Regions from separate parts of the Bos taurus genome. Here region 1 is linked to region 2. Evidence: chromatin contacts called from public Hi-C data. All regions are on one chromosome and are shown on one strand. The core of a region is the stretch at or near the end of the contact, and the rest is flanking DNA. Distances in the headings are between cores, read along the strand shown.

What was found. Hi-C and Micro-C count contacts between places; a contact is called where the count stands out from the background.
Region 1: a contact with region 2 is called in a Hi-C map of skeletal muscle, with 2.8 times the contacts expected there. The contact joins the promoter of TLE1 here to the enhancer-like site in region 2. A contact is called at or near these places in 2 of 11 Hi-C or Micro-C datasets (liver and skeletal muscle).

Annotation. Positions count from the first base shown.
Region 1 is chr8:57,622,526-57,628,570 of ARS-UCD2.0, reverse strand. It overlaps TLE1 (transducin-like enhancer of split 1 (E(sp1) homolog, Drosophila)), which reads left to right and starts at 3,080. Exons shown (of 7, transcript NM_001098020.2): 1 at 3,080-3,501; 2 at 4,283-4,383; 3 at 5,822-5,885; 4 at 5,999-6,043. The coding sequence starts at 3,478. It overlaps LOC107132697 (translation initiation factor IF-2), which reads right to left and starts at 3,162. Exons shown (of 5, transcript XM_059889321.1): 1 at 3,014-3,162; 2 at 2,501-2,930; 3 at 1,736-2,383. The coding sequence starts at 3,162.
Region 2 is chr8:57,548,256-57,554,404 of ARS-UCD2.0, reverse strand. No RefSeq gene overlaps it. Among named protein-coding and RNA genes, the nearest start is that of TLE1, 74 kb to the left of the region's middle. Within about 2 kb of position 1,879, at least 8 of the 102 cell types and tissues checked have an H3K27ac peak or open chromatin away from gene starts, as enhancers often do. A contact at or near this core is called in skeletal muscle, where this site is marked.

The DNA of each region.
Region 1 (6,045 bases), core at 1,831-4,330, 73 kb before region 2:
AGGACAGGGAAACCTGGTGTGCTGCAGTTCATAGGGTTGCAAGACTCAGACACGACTGAGGGACTGAACAACTAACAGGTTGCCAACCCATGGTTGTATGATTCAAAAACTCCTGTATGTGGAGCAAGACTACTCTCATCACTAAATATAACCAAGAAAAGGGGCAGTGCTTCCTTGCTATTCATTTCCAATGTCAGCAGAAATGAATAATAGAACCCACTCCTTTAACCCCACTTAATGAGCCACAATTCTGAATTTGTTTGAGAATTACTATGGCGTTGTACAGACTGGCTAAAATCGCTCCTTCAATTTTTCATTTATAATTGATATTTGGGATTGATCCAATTATAGACAAATCAATATCATACATATTTAAGAACTCCACCAGTGAAACGTATTATCTAAAATGATTCTTTTAATATTTCAAGGAAAAGATCTCTGTAAAAGCAAATCTTCGAATAAATTGTATTTCTGTTTAAATAAATGCCTTTCCATAATTCTCTTGAAAGTAAAATAATGGGAACATGGGGGCCATTAACACCAAAAACTGAAGTATATTCCAACATTAGATGAATGCTTGTCAAAGATGTGTCTTTCTCATGGAAGAATTCACCCCTATTTGGCTAAAACAGCATTATTCACTTACCAATCATGTGGAAATAGCTCAACTGAACTGCTCTTTAACGTATAAAAGCAGCAATATTGAAGGTTTTCTGTGGGATGTATTTTAGAAAAACTGACAAAAACTGGAGATTTACGCAGTATGCTCCGTTTATTTAAAATCTTAAAATCCTTTTCAAGTTCCAGCTCATAAGAATTTTTTTCGACGTCTTTTCCACAAAGCTTCCCATTTAGCTCCTTACATAGCTTAAGGTAGGGGGGGGGGTACCACCCGAACTATGGGGGTGAGGTGGGCAGGACAGGTTTTTCAGGTCTCAATGCTGTTTATCCCATTGTCTCCCTTTGTTTCTAGAAATTGGAAACAGACTCGTGGTCGTGTTCCTGAGAGGCCCCTGGAACTCTCAGTAGCCCTCTTCTACCCAGTACAGCGAAATCGGGACTTTAAAACAGAAGGACCCGAGATTTCGCGCGGCGGGCAAAACATCTCATCCTTGATCGGGACGCGCCAGCCTTACCCTGACAGCTCCTCGGGTATCCTTCCCGCCCCAACTCAGGTCGATCTTTTTCCAAGGTGGTTTGAAATACTCCAATAAAAAACAATTCCCACCACCTTGAGTGCAAAAGGGGGCGTGGGCATTAGAAGCCTAGTCCTAAGCCGCTAGTGTATCTACGCAGCCAATGAGTTGCCTATTTATGCAGTTTCCATGAAGTGCACAGTCCACTCCTCGGGCATCCGCGTAAAGACAGCTCAAGGGAAAACAATCCTCACAGAAATTTTTTTTTTTTTTCAGAAATTTTGAATATGACCTCACTTTCTAGAGTAGCATCGAACAGGGGCCTCCGAAAGACACCTTTGGCTTGAACTACCAAAAAGCACCCACTCTCCCTCTTAAGAAACTACGCGGTTAGTCTCCGGGTTACTTTCACTGAGATCTGAGGATTTTCATTAAAGGGAAAAGTGAACAAGTGGCAGGATTTCTGCAAACTCGAACCCCCGGCTTCCGAGGCTGCACGCTCGCGTGTCCCTCCTGCTCGCGCGCTCCCGCGCGCTCCCTCGCCGACCCCACGTTACTTTGATTGACAGCCCGGCCCCGCCGCTCTCCTTCCTACCGACCTTCCCATCCACCGTGCCAATCTCCGCGTCTCGCTGCTTCCCATTGGCTGGTTTCGGCATCCCGCGGCTCCTCCAGGAACAGTTCCTCACCGAGCCCGGGAGGACGCGGCTGGCGGAGGAGTGGTGGGGGTGGATGGGAGGGGAGACGGGGGAGACGGCGGAGATGGAAGCAAGTGGGGTGGGAGAGGAGAGGGGGACCGGGTGAGACGGCCTGTCCGGTGCCGCGCTGCCATAGGCTCTGGGGAGGCTTCTCGTCAGCACCCCACGTTGGGCGCGCCGTAAGCGATTGGCTGACGAGGGCCTTCCCCCCACCCCCCTCCACCAGACAGGCTCACGTCCCCTGCCGGCTCCGCGCTCGCGCCCCCCGCCCGCGCGGTGCTGGGCGGGGCCGGCGCTGGTTAGCTCCGGAGTGTGAAACCGCGTGTTAATGTAACCGGCGCGAGAGGCGCGGGCGGCGGCAGCGGCTGGAGCGGCGGCTGCAGGAGCGGCGGCTGCAGGAGCGGCGGCGGCGGCGGCGGCGGCGGGTACCCTGTGTCCTGCGTCCCCGAGGCAGCCGACTGCGCCACTCCCGCCTTCGCAGGACCGGGCGGGAACCGCGCCACCAACCGGGACCTCCGCCTGCCCTCGGCAACTTAACCGCCTCCGCGACTACTCCGGACTTGCCCGCGGAGTTTGCCGGCCCGGGAGGGAGGCCGAGCGGCGGAGCGCACTCTTGGGCTTTTCCTCACCGTCTCTTGGATGTCTTTCTCCGGGTCGTGAGAGAACTTTGGAGCGGGCTGGAGCGCCCTTTGAGGAGAGGCAGACGAAGAGAAGGAAAGAAAGGGGATCAACAGAGAGGCTCTGAGAAAGGGTCCGGAGAGGTCTGGCCGGCGGTGCAGGACGAGTGCGCGCGGGCCGCGGCGCCTGGATGCGCCCAGGTCTGGAGGAGCAGCGGGCGGCTGCGGGATTGCCCTCGGCGGAGTAGACCCGTCGGCCCAGGAGGGTTTGTGCAACCTCGGAGAACACCCAGAGCCGGCTGCACTGGGCGTGCCAAGCCGCCTCCCGGCGCGCCCTCCGCACTTTCCCCGCCTTGTCGTCATCCCGCGCTCCTCGTCTCGGGTTAAAGCTGCGGAGCGCGGGGCGGGGAGCCTCCGCTGCCACCGGGACCTCGCACCCCGCCGCCTCACGGGAGCCTGCGAGCTCCCGGTCGTGAGCGCTACCTGGGCCCGAGGGGGTCACCCCTGAACACAGTCAGGTTTGTTTGTGTGGGGTTAGCCGCGGGCGCCGCGCCACCTGCACCTCGCCGGCGGGCGCCTCGGGGAATACCCGAAGAAGAGGCGGGCCGGGAGAAGAGCAAAGGAGAGCAGTCCTCCTCTGGATTTGTTGCCCGGGACCGCTGCGGCGCACGCGGATTGCCGAGGGGAGCACCGAGTCACCGGGCTCGTCATCTCTCAGCCCGGGCGGCCGAGGCCCTAGGGTGGAAGCGCAGCCCCCGCGCTCTCCCCACGAGCACCAGCGGCGTCCCGCAGGTTCTTGGTGCGGCCGGGCCCGGAGTGCCCTGTGATGTGGCCCTGAGCGCGGGAGTCCGCACGGGCGGGAGCAGAGTGGCCTGTGCGTCCCGCCGAGCGCGCCTGCGTGCGTGGCCAGCGCGCTGCCCGCTTCTGCCTGGCTTCCCGGCTTAATTTTCCTCGGCGGGATTAAAGTTGGAAATTGAGCGGAGAATTGAGTTGCCCGGGAACAGAGCCGCGGCCGCCGCCAGAGCGATGTTCCCGCAGAGCCGGCACCCGGTGAGGCGCGGTGGTGGCGGAGTGGGGGGAAGGGAGGTGGCGGAGTGGTAGTTGTTCTTTCTGTGCGGTGAGGAGATGGGTGGCTGCTACAATCTGACCGAGCCCCCTGGCCTCCAAGGGTACAAGACTTGGGAGGTCCCGGGCCCTCTCCTCCTGTGTGGGAAGGGGGCTGAAACTCTCAATTCAACCCCTTTGCTCTAGGCTCCCTCCTACTTGACGTCTAGACTGGGCGGGCGGGGCGCTTGGGGAGACTGGGGTTTCTCCCGCGGCCGTATCCTCTCCCTTCCCCAGGCGGGTAGTGCGCCCCCGCTTTGTTTCTCGTCTCGCCTATTTACATATCAATGAGGCCCCGGTTCCGGCGCGCCTGGAGGTGGCCCCGGCGACTCTGGGAACGGGGAACATCAGGGAGTTTTCTCCTCTGGTCCCCCGGGTCATTATCGCCCCCTGAGGGAGGAGGCGGCGTCGTCGACGACAGTCTGGCCAGGTCCTCCACGGCCGCCGCCGGGAACCCTTGTCCCTTCAACCAGGTGACCCAGGCGCACTTACCGCGTCCCGCCCTGGAGGCTGGAAGAGGCTGCGAGCGTCATTTGAGGACCTTCGGATCTGGGAAGGTCCACCTTCCCTCTCCCCAAGTGAAGCGCTAATTGGAGTTCGGGACTCCGTTTGGTGCCACTTCTAACTTTATTTTTCGTTTATGTCCCACCCACTCTTTGATACTCCGACTGCTTTATCCAACCGCCCGCATCCCCGTCGCTCGGTCCCCCTCGCTGGTCGCCCTTAGACGCCGCACCAGGCTGCAGGCCAGCCCTTCAAGTTCACTATCCCGGAATCCCTGGACCGGATTAAAGAGGAATTTCAGTTCCTGCAGGCGCAGTATCACAGGTGCGTGTCGCGCCGCGCCCGGTGAGTGGTCGCCCGGGCAGCGCTGTGCCCCGGGTCGCCCATCCTGGTGGTGGCGGCAGCTGTACTTAGTACTTGCGTCCAGGCGGTGGCGCGTGGAGTCACAGTTAAGACCTGTCATTCACGTTACCCCTTTCCCCTGCTCTTCCCGGGCCGCCTCTTCTCTTGTCTCCTCCTCCTCCCATTGTTTCCCCTTTGCCCGTTTGCTCCTGTTCCAAGGAGCCTTTTTTCGTGTATTTAGGAGTTGCATGAGAACTGTCAATATTTGCACTTCATGTATTTATTTTGCAACAGGCTGAGCTTGGTTCAGTCAATGCCCCAGCTCAGGAGTGCAGGTTCAGAGAGGCAAAGCCAGTGTTGAAATCGCTGTTTGCCATATTAGAATGGGTTCTTTGAGGCAAAGTCCATTATGGGAGGGCAGATGCTTTTAGCTGTGCCCATCCTTAGTGGGGGTGCTGTGGATGTGTTTAGGGGATAGCTCACCTGCTTTGGCTTCATTCTGGGTTGGTTTGGGTAGGGCACGAGATTGGAGTCACATTTGTAGTCATCTCACCTTTAGTCTCTTCATCTAATGAAAGCTGCTTCAGAAAATTTATAAAGAAAGCTATTTGTAAAGCACCCAGTCCATAGTAAATTTTCTAGAAATGTTAGTTTGTTCCCGTTTCTATGAAATCTTAGCTGATTAGAGCTAAGAAATAACTGTAATGACAGGTTTTGTTTTTGTCATGCCCCAGAGAAAGCACACAGCTGCTGGGGTGTGAACTTTCTTATTTTTGTCAGAGGCTTTCTGACTATTGACCTTTTGTCTACTTGAAGATAATAGTCTCTAGAGCTTGAAACATCCCTGCCCACACCATGTTTACCAGGAAGGGAGGACTTCAGCCCACTTTAATTGCAGAAGCTATATGACATATTTTGGCAGGGAATTAAAAAACAAAGGTATTAAAAGGGACCAACAATTGTAGAAGTAACTTTACAGGTACAGTTTTCAAACCAAGAGACTGAGTTGGCAGAGGTGACACAGCCTATGCCTGAGACTGAAGGTTATACAAAGGCCAGATTTTGGTTAAGTCCAGGGAAGCAAACTTTGATGCAGTGAAGCAAGTAGGAGTGAACAGATGACCATGAGGAGAAATCAGTCTTCTGAGTAGATCAGAGGTTTTGACAGATCTTTTGGTCTTGGCATCAGAGCAGGTATGCACGAAGAAGGAAAAGCTTAGTTTCTAAGTGGATACCTTGCACTGTTCCTCTTATTCCTTTTCCCCATTTCATGCAAGGACAAAGCTTTTGGGTGTTTACCTAGATAGTTTATGGCTTTTCCAAATTGGTCTGTGTTTTTACTTGAAGTGCAAATATGTGAGGCAGATGTTAAAACAAGTGACATAATGTTTACATTAAGTTGCCTGTTTTGTTTTCGTAGCCTTAAATTGGAATGTGAGAAACTGGCAAGTGAAAAGACAGAAATGCAGAGGCACTATGTGATGGTAGGTATCAAAGATGAGGTTTTTTCCCTTTTCATGTAATAGTAACAAATATGTGTTCTCGGCGTTACAGAACATGAGTTAATGAAATACTTGGTTCTTTTTTCTTTTTACAGTATTATGAAATGTCATATGGATTAAACATAGAAATGCATAAACAGGT
Region 2 (6,149 bases), core at 630-3,129:
CATTCCAGTCCCAAAGAAAGACAGTGCCAAAGAATATTCAAACTACCATACAATTATGCTCATTTCATGCTACCAAGGTTATACTCAAAATCCTTCAAGCTAGGCTTCAGCAGTACTTGAATCAAGAACTTCCATTTCTAGTAGCTGAGTTTAAAAAAGTCAGAGGAACCATAGATCAAATTGCCAGTATTCATTGGGTCATAGAAAAAGCAAGGGAATTCCAGAAAAATATCTACTTCTGCTTCATTGAGTACACTAAATCCTTTGACTGTGTGGATCACAACAAACTGGAAAATTCTTAAAGGGATGGGAGTACCAGACTGCTTTACCTATCTCTTGAGAAACCTGTATGCAGGTCAAATAGCAACAGTTAGAAAGTTACATGGAAGAACTGGCTGGTTCAAAATTGGGAAAGGAGTACAACAAGGCTGTATATTGTCATCGTGCTTATTTAACTTCTATGCAGAGTACATCATGCGAAATGTTGGGCAGGATGAATCACAAGCTGGGATCAAGATTGCCGGGAGAAATATCAACAACCTCAGATATGCAGATGATACCACTCTAGTGGCAGAAAGCGAAGAGGAACTAAATTGCCTCTTGCTGAAGTTAAAAGAGGCTTGAAACTCAACATTCAAAAAACTAAGATCAGGGCAGCCAGTCCCATTACTTCATGACAAATAGAAGGGGAAAAAAGTGGAAACAGTTACAGATTTTATTTTCTTGGGCTCCAAAATCACTGTGGATGGTGACCGCAGCCATGAAATTAAAAGATGCTTGCTCCTTGGAAGGAAAGCTATGACAAACCTAGAGTGCATTTGAAAAAGCAGGGACATCACTTTGCCAACAAAGGTCCACATAGTCAAAACTATAGTTTTTCCAGTAGTCATGTATGAATGTGAGAGTTGGACCATAAAGAAAGCTGAGTGCCAAAGAATTGATACTTTTGGATTGTGGTGCTGGAGAGGACTCTTGAGAGTCATTTGGACTGCAAGGAGATCAAACCAGTCTATCCTAAGGAAATCAACCCTGAATATTCATTGGAAGGACTGATGCTGAAGCTGAAGCTCCAGTACTTTGGCCACCTGGTGCTAAGGGCTGACTCATTGGAAAAGACTCTAATGCTGGGAAAGATGGAATGCAAAAGGAAAAGGGGGTGGCAGAGGATAAGATTAGATAGCATCACCAACTCATTGGACATGAATCTGAGCAAACTCAGGGAGATAGTGAAGGACTGAGGAGCCTGTTGTGCTATAGTCAATAGTCCATGGGGTCTCGAAGAGTCAGACATGACTTAGCAACTGAACAACAATAACAAGAACTGTGATAGAGGAGTATTGTTTTCTGAAACTCTGAAAGCCTGATCCCATTTGGAGGGTTAAGGGAAAATTCTTGAAGAGTTTGAAGGGGAAGGGCAGAAGCCTCTAGGTAGAGAAACCAGCATATGCAAAGGCCCTGTGGCCTTTCATTGTTTCTTATCAAAGAGCATGACATTGCCACTATTCTGTACTTGTTCTGGTGTCAGCGTGATCTAAGATCTCAGTAGCTTTCCCAACCAACCTGGACATTTTTCTCTCTCTCCCACTTCTGACTTCTCTTGACTTCTTTTTGTTGAAGGCATCATCCCATTTCTTACATCTGTACTCAGACTTTAGGTTTGATGCTTTCCATTTTACCCAGTCTTATTATTTTTTAAAATCCTCACCAAGATTGTGGCAAGAGTTTTCTGTAATGAAATATTTATCTGATCTTATCTGTTTCTTGCTCAGAAATCTGCAAAAGGTGCATATAATCTCCTGATGTAATCCCTCTGATAGAGTCACCTCAGCTTGTTTTTCCAGCCTCATGTCCCATATGCATTGCATCTCATGCTCTGGCTGAATGGGATAACCTTGTATTCCGTGAATGGCTCTCCTCCTACTTGGAGCAACTTCCTCTCTAACTTGTCTCTACCTGTTCCTGCAGAAATATTTTCTTTAATTTAAAGACCACTTCAGGCTGCTGCCACCTCCCAGAAGCCTTTGCTGATGCCTGTCCCACATATCTCTCTCCACCAGCCCCTTGTAAGTCTTGTGACACTTTCCACACTTTGGCCTTGAATTATAACCATGTGTACAAGTCCTGTCTCTATTTGCTTCTTCCCCACTACAATTAAAGCTTCTGAAGTCCTCTTGTCCCCTTGAGCCTTGATAGCCAGTAAACAAATACTTGCCGCGTTGACAAGGTGGGGGATGAGCCCAGGATTGTGTAAGGCCGTATGATTCATCCTTTTCCAAGGGAGAATGCAGTTTGCATTTTAGAGACATGCAATGCTGATTTATAAGCGGTTGCTCTCACTGTGTTTCCAAATCCTCAAGGCGAAATTTAATTGTTGCGTTTTGTCGACTTAATTTGAACTTACTTTGAGTTTTAGGAAATTTATTCCCTGAACTCTGTGGAGCTCACTGATAAAAAAAGAAACCTAGAAGAAGTTTAGACAGATTGACATCTTTGTTATACTTTGTGCCTCCCTCCTCTCAAGATGTTTTTTTCCTGGCCTAAGGGCACCGCTTTCCTCCCCACAAATACTTGGGGCCAAGGTCTACTTGCCTCATACAGTAACATCTAGAGGTCAGTTGTAACTCACACTAATAATAGTTTGACTCAAGATTCCAGCTAAGTTCCAAGTTCCCTCACCCTGTGTTTTAATGCTAGACGTGTAATTGAGAAATCTTCCACCCACTTGTTTAGTGTTTAAATAAACCTTCTAAACTACCTTTTTGGAGTTGCAGCCTAATGGGAAGAGAAAATCTAAACTACATTTGGGGTAAAATTGCCTCTTAAGAAAATATGTTTTGCAGCATTGAAAAAGGCCATCCAGCTTCTAGCTGAGAAAACGTTTTTGTGGCCAGTCCCCTCTCCCTCCTGTCCATTCCTGATCTTGCTTCTGATCCCTGTGCTGACCATGTCTAGATTCCACACTTGGTTTATTTAGTGGATTTGGAAATCAATTCAGCCCCTGCCCTTTTTTACTTATTATGATATTTGGTTTTTTTTTTTTTGTCTATTAAGTGCATAAAGGAACATGCTTATTTTGTGCTATATTGTCACCATGTGTGTTTGAGTTTAACTTCTCTTTTTCTACCTTTGAATGGTCTAGGACTGTGTCCCTAATTTCTTAGGTTTATATTGAAGTGTAAGTCCTTTCCTTTTGATCTGAGTTATGTTTAGCTGCTGGACAATCGTCCCTTCCTTTTCTCTCCCTTTTTACCTCTTCAGAAATGGCTTTCAGCTTACTAGACATAGCTTGTCTTATCTCTTAAGTGAATGCTGCTATTTACCTGCAGTGATTGGTTCCTTTGCTAGGACTTTTAAATGGAGCTTTGAAGTGGCTGTATTTTAAACTTGTCTTTGTCTTACTTTTTGTCCACGTGTCTCTTGGTTTGTATCTTGTCCTGCATAGGAGCCCTGTTGCTGCCCCAGCACATTTACAGTTTGGAAAAATTTAATTGATGGAGAAAGTAGGGCCTTAGAATCATAAATGCAGACTTTGATCAGAGAACTTCTGGTGTATCAGCTAGACCATCTCTTCTTCCTTACTTTGTCTAGTAATTTTTTTTATATCTATTTTAAGAAGTTCTGCATTCCCCTTTTTAAAATATGAGGATAGCTGTGTATTCAACTAAATAAGGGGAAAAGTCTCCCATCTTAATAGTTTAATGTCCTCTATTTGTATTTTGTTACTAAAGCCCTCCATTGATGTAGAAATGCTATCTTCAAGTGGGGTGAGGACTGCACCTTGATCTGCATGTTTACTGTTTGGGAGGATGCTCAGAGGCCAAACTGAGAAAATCCTGTGAAAGAAGTAAAGGATTTAACAGATGTTATAAGCTAGGCATGCAGACCCTAAAAAAAAAATTAAAGGTAGAGCTTGTTAGATTGGCAAAGAAAGATTTTTATCATTAGTAGATGAATTATATACCTGAGGACTTCCCCCCCTCTGAATCTTAGAATAATATGGCTCTGATTTTCTTATGAGTCCACATCCCAACAGCCCCAGCCACCACCTTCACTCTACTAGTTCTTGTGGCTGGGAGCATCATCCAAGATCATAACTTAACATTGTTCTCATCTGTCTTAGAATGAGCTAGATGACACAGCCCTCAGCCCTCAGGGCTCCTTCATGAAGCACGTGGATGATGCCTGGTGTTCTCTTTTTGTGTAAGGAAGGTGTCTCCATCCTGGTGGGCCCCACAATCCCTCTTGAGGCGAGAGTGTCAAAGGTGGTGACTTGGAAGTGAAGTAGAGGTTAGAGCCCCACTTCTGTGATTGGCTGGCCCCTCCTTTGTATGAGCTGAGTTGAACCTGTTATGCATGCTCTCTTGTCCTGCTTTCCCTCCTCTGTAAATAAGAAGGGATGGCGAGCTGTCTCCTGTGACATGGGAACCAAAGGTTGAATCTATATAATGCTTCCTACTTTCCTGCAAGTACTTTCCCACATGACATCATTCCCCCCACACCTCAGCAGTCACATTTACAGGGTATGTTTTGTCACAGCACGCTGTAAAAATAGGGAAATGCAACCCAGATAACTTCTATATGGTCTCCACATCTCACTAGTGACTAAACTGAAACTCTGGCCTGGGTCCCCTCACTTCCTAAGCTTCACCGTATGCTCTTCAGTACCCAGACTCAGGAACCAGCTTGTCACACGTGACCCACAGCAACTTCCGCCACAGCTGATGTCTGAGGGGTCTCTCATCCACCAGGTTCTGCTGATGGGGTGGCCTGTGGATTTCACAGTTACTGTTGTTCTCATTGCCTCTTGTTCTGCTCTTCATCAGCTCTGTATCTCTGGGACTACCTCTCCCCTTTGAGAAACCACCTCCTAGGCACATTTAGTATAAGTTTTATGGGAAAGTTGGCTGGCAGAGCCCAAGTGGACTCCCCACCTTTCTGTAGCTCACTTTCCTTACTGGAGCAGTCTTTCATGCCTCGATTCGTAAGTGATTAGGTAGCAATTAATGAGTTGAGACATTCGGATTCTTCTACTGAGCACCAGCTGTATGCTCGCTGGTGCAGTCATCCCGCCTGTCCCCAGAGGACTCGGGAATGAGACAGATATAACTGTGGGCAGTCGTCCCCAGCATGATACCGATTTATATTGAATCAGGGCACTGGGAAGGGACTCATGGCACCTGGGGAGTCGAGGCAAGCCGCGAGAGTGGGGAGGAGACGTGCACTGAAGGGGAGGCAGTGCTATTCCAAGCAGGAGGGAACAGTTTGTGCACTATGTGGGGATGTGACAGTGTGCGATATTTTAGGGGAATGGCCTGTTGTGCCACACGGCTAGGAATTTAGGCTACAAGATGGTCATATGAACTGAAGCTCATAGGCACTCAATTGTGAAGGCTTGGTGAGCCATAAAAAGTGAGTGAAGGTTTTGATCTGATCAGATTTTTTTTTGATACCTGTTAATACAGCAAGAAATTCTCGCTCAGGAGGGCCAAGTCCACAGGCAGCAGGGTCTTGGCCACAGCCTTCATCGCCAGGGTCCCTGGTTCTTCATTACTGTGTGCTGGACCCTGCCTACTTCCAGCAAGCCCACAACTCTAGCACTGACTACGGAACACAGTGTAGTTTTATGAACAGGGGCCAGTCTGCTAGGGAAACCACCTGCTTCCCGGAAACACGCTGCCATTTCCCAGTTTGCAGCACCTGCAGGGACTCAGGGTGCCTCCATCTCTGCTGTGTGCCCCAGGAGTAAAGAGTCCCTGGTTCCAAAAGAGTTCAGTTTCATTCAGGTTTTAAATCTGTGATGTCCAGTGGGCCTTTTTCTGTTCAGTTCTGCCACCAGATTTCAGAATTAGATCCTGATCTGCAAGTGCTTGATTCAGACAGCCGGGTCTGGGGACTCAGCTCTGAGGCTCTGGGGTGTGGGTAGATGGCCCCTAACCGGGCCCCACCACCCAAGGCTCCTCATTTCCACCCCGCAGTTGGCCACAGTGCTTTCTCCAAACATCCTCCACTCGTCTTTGCCTGTGCTGTCTCCCCACATAGCCTTTTAGGATTTATGGGTATCCTGGTTTTCCTGGCCTCGCCATCACCACAAGCTTTCCTGGCTCCCACCCCACGCCTTCCTCCCTTTCCGCATTCCTGGCTGTCACACT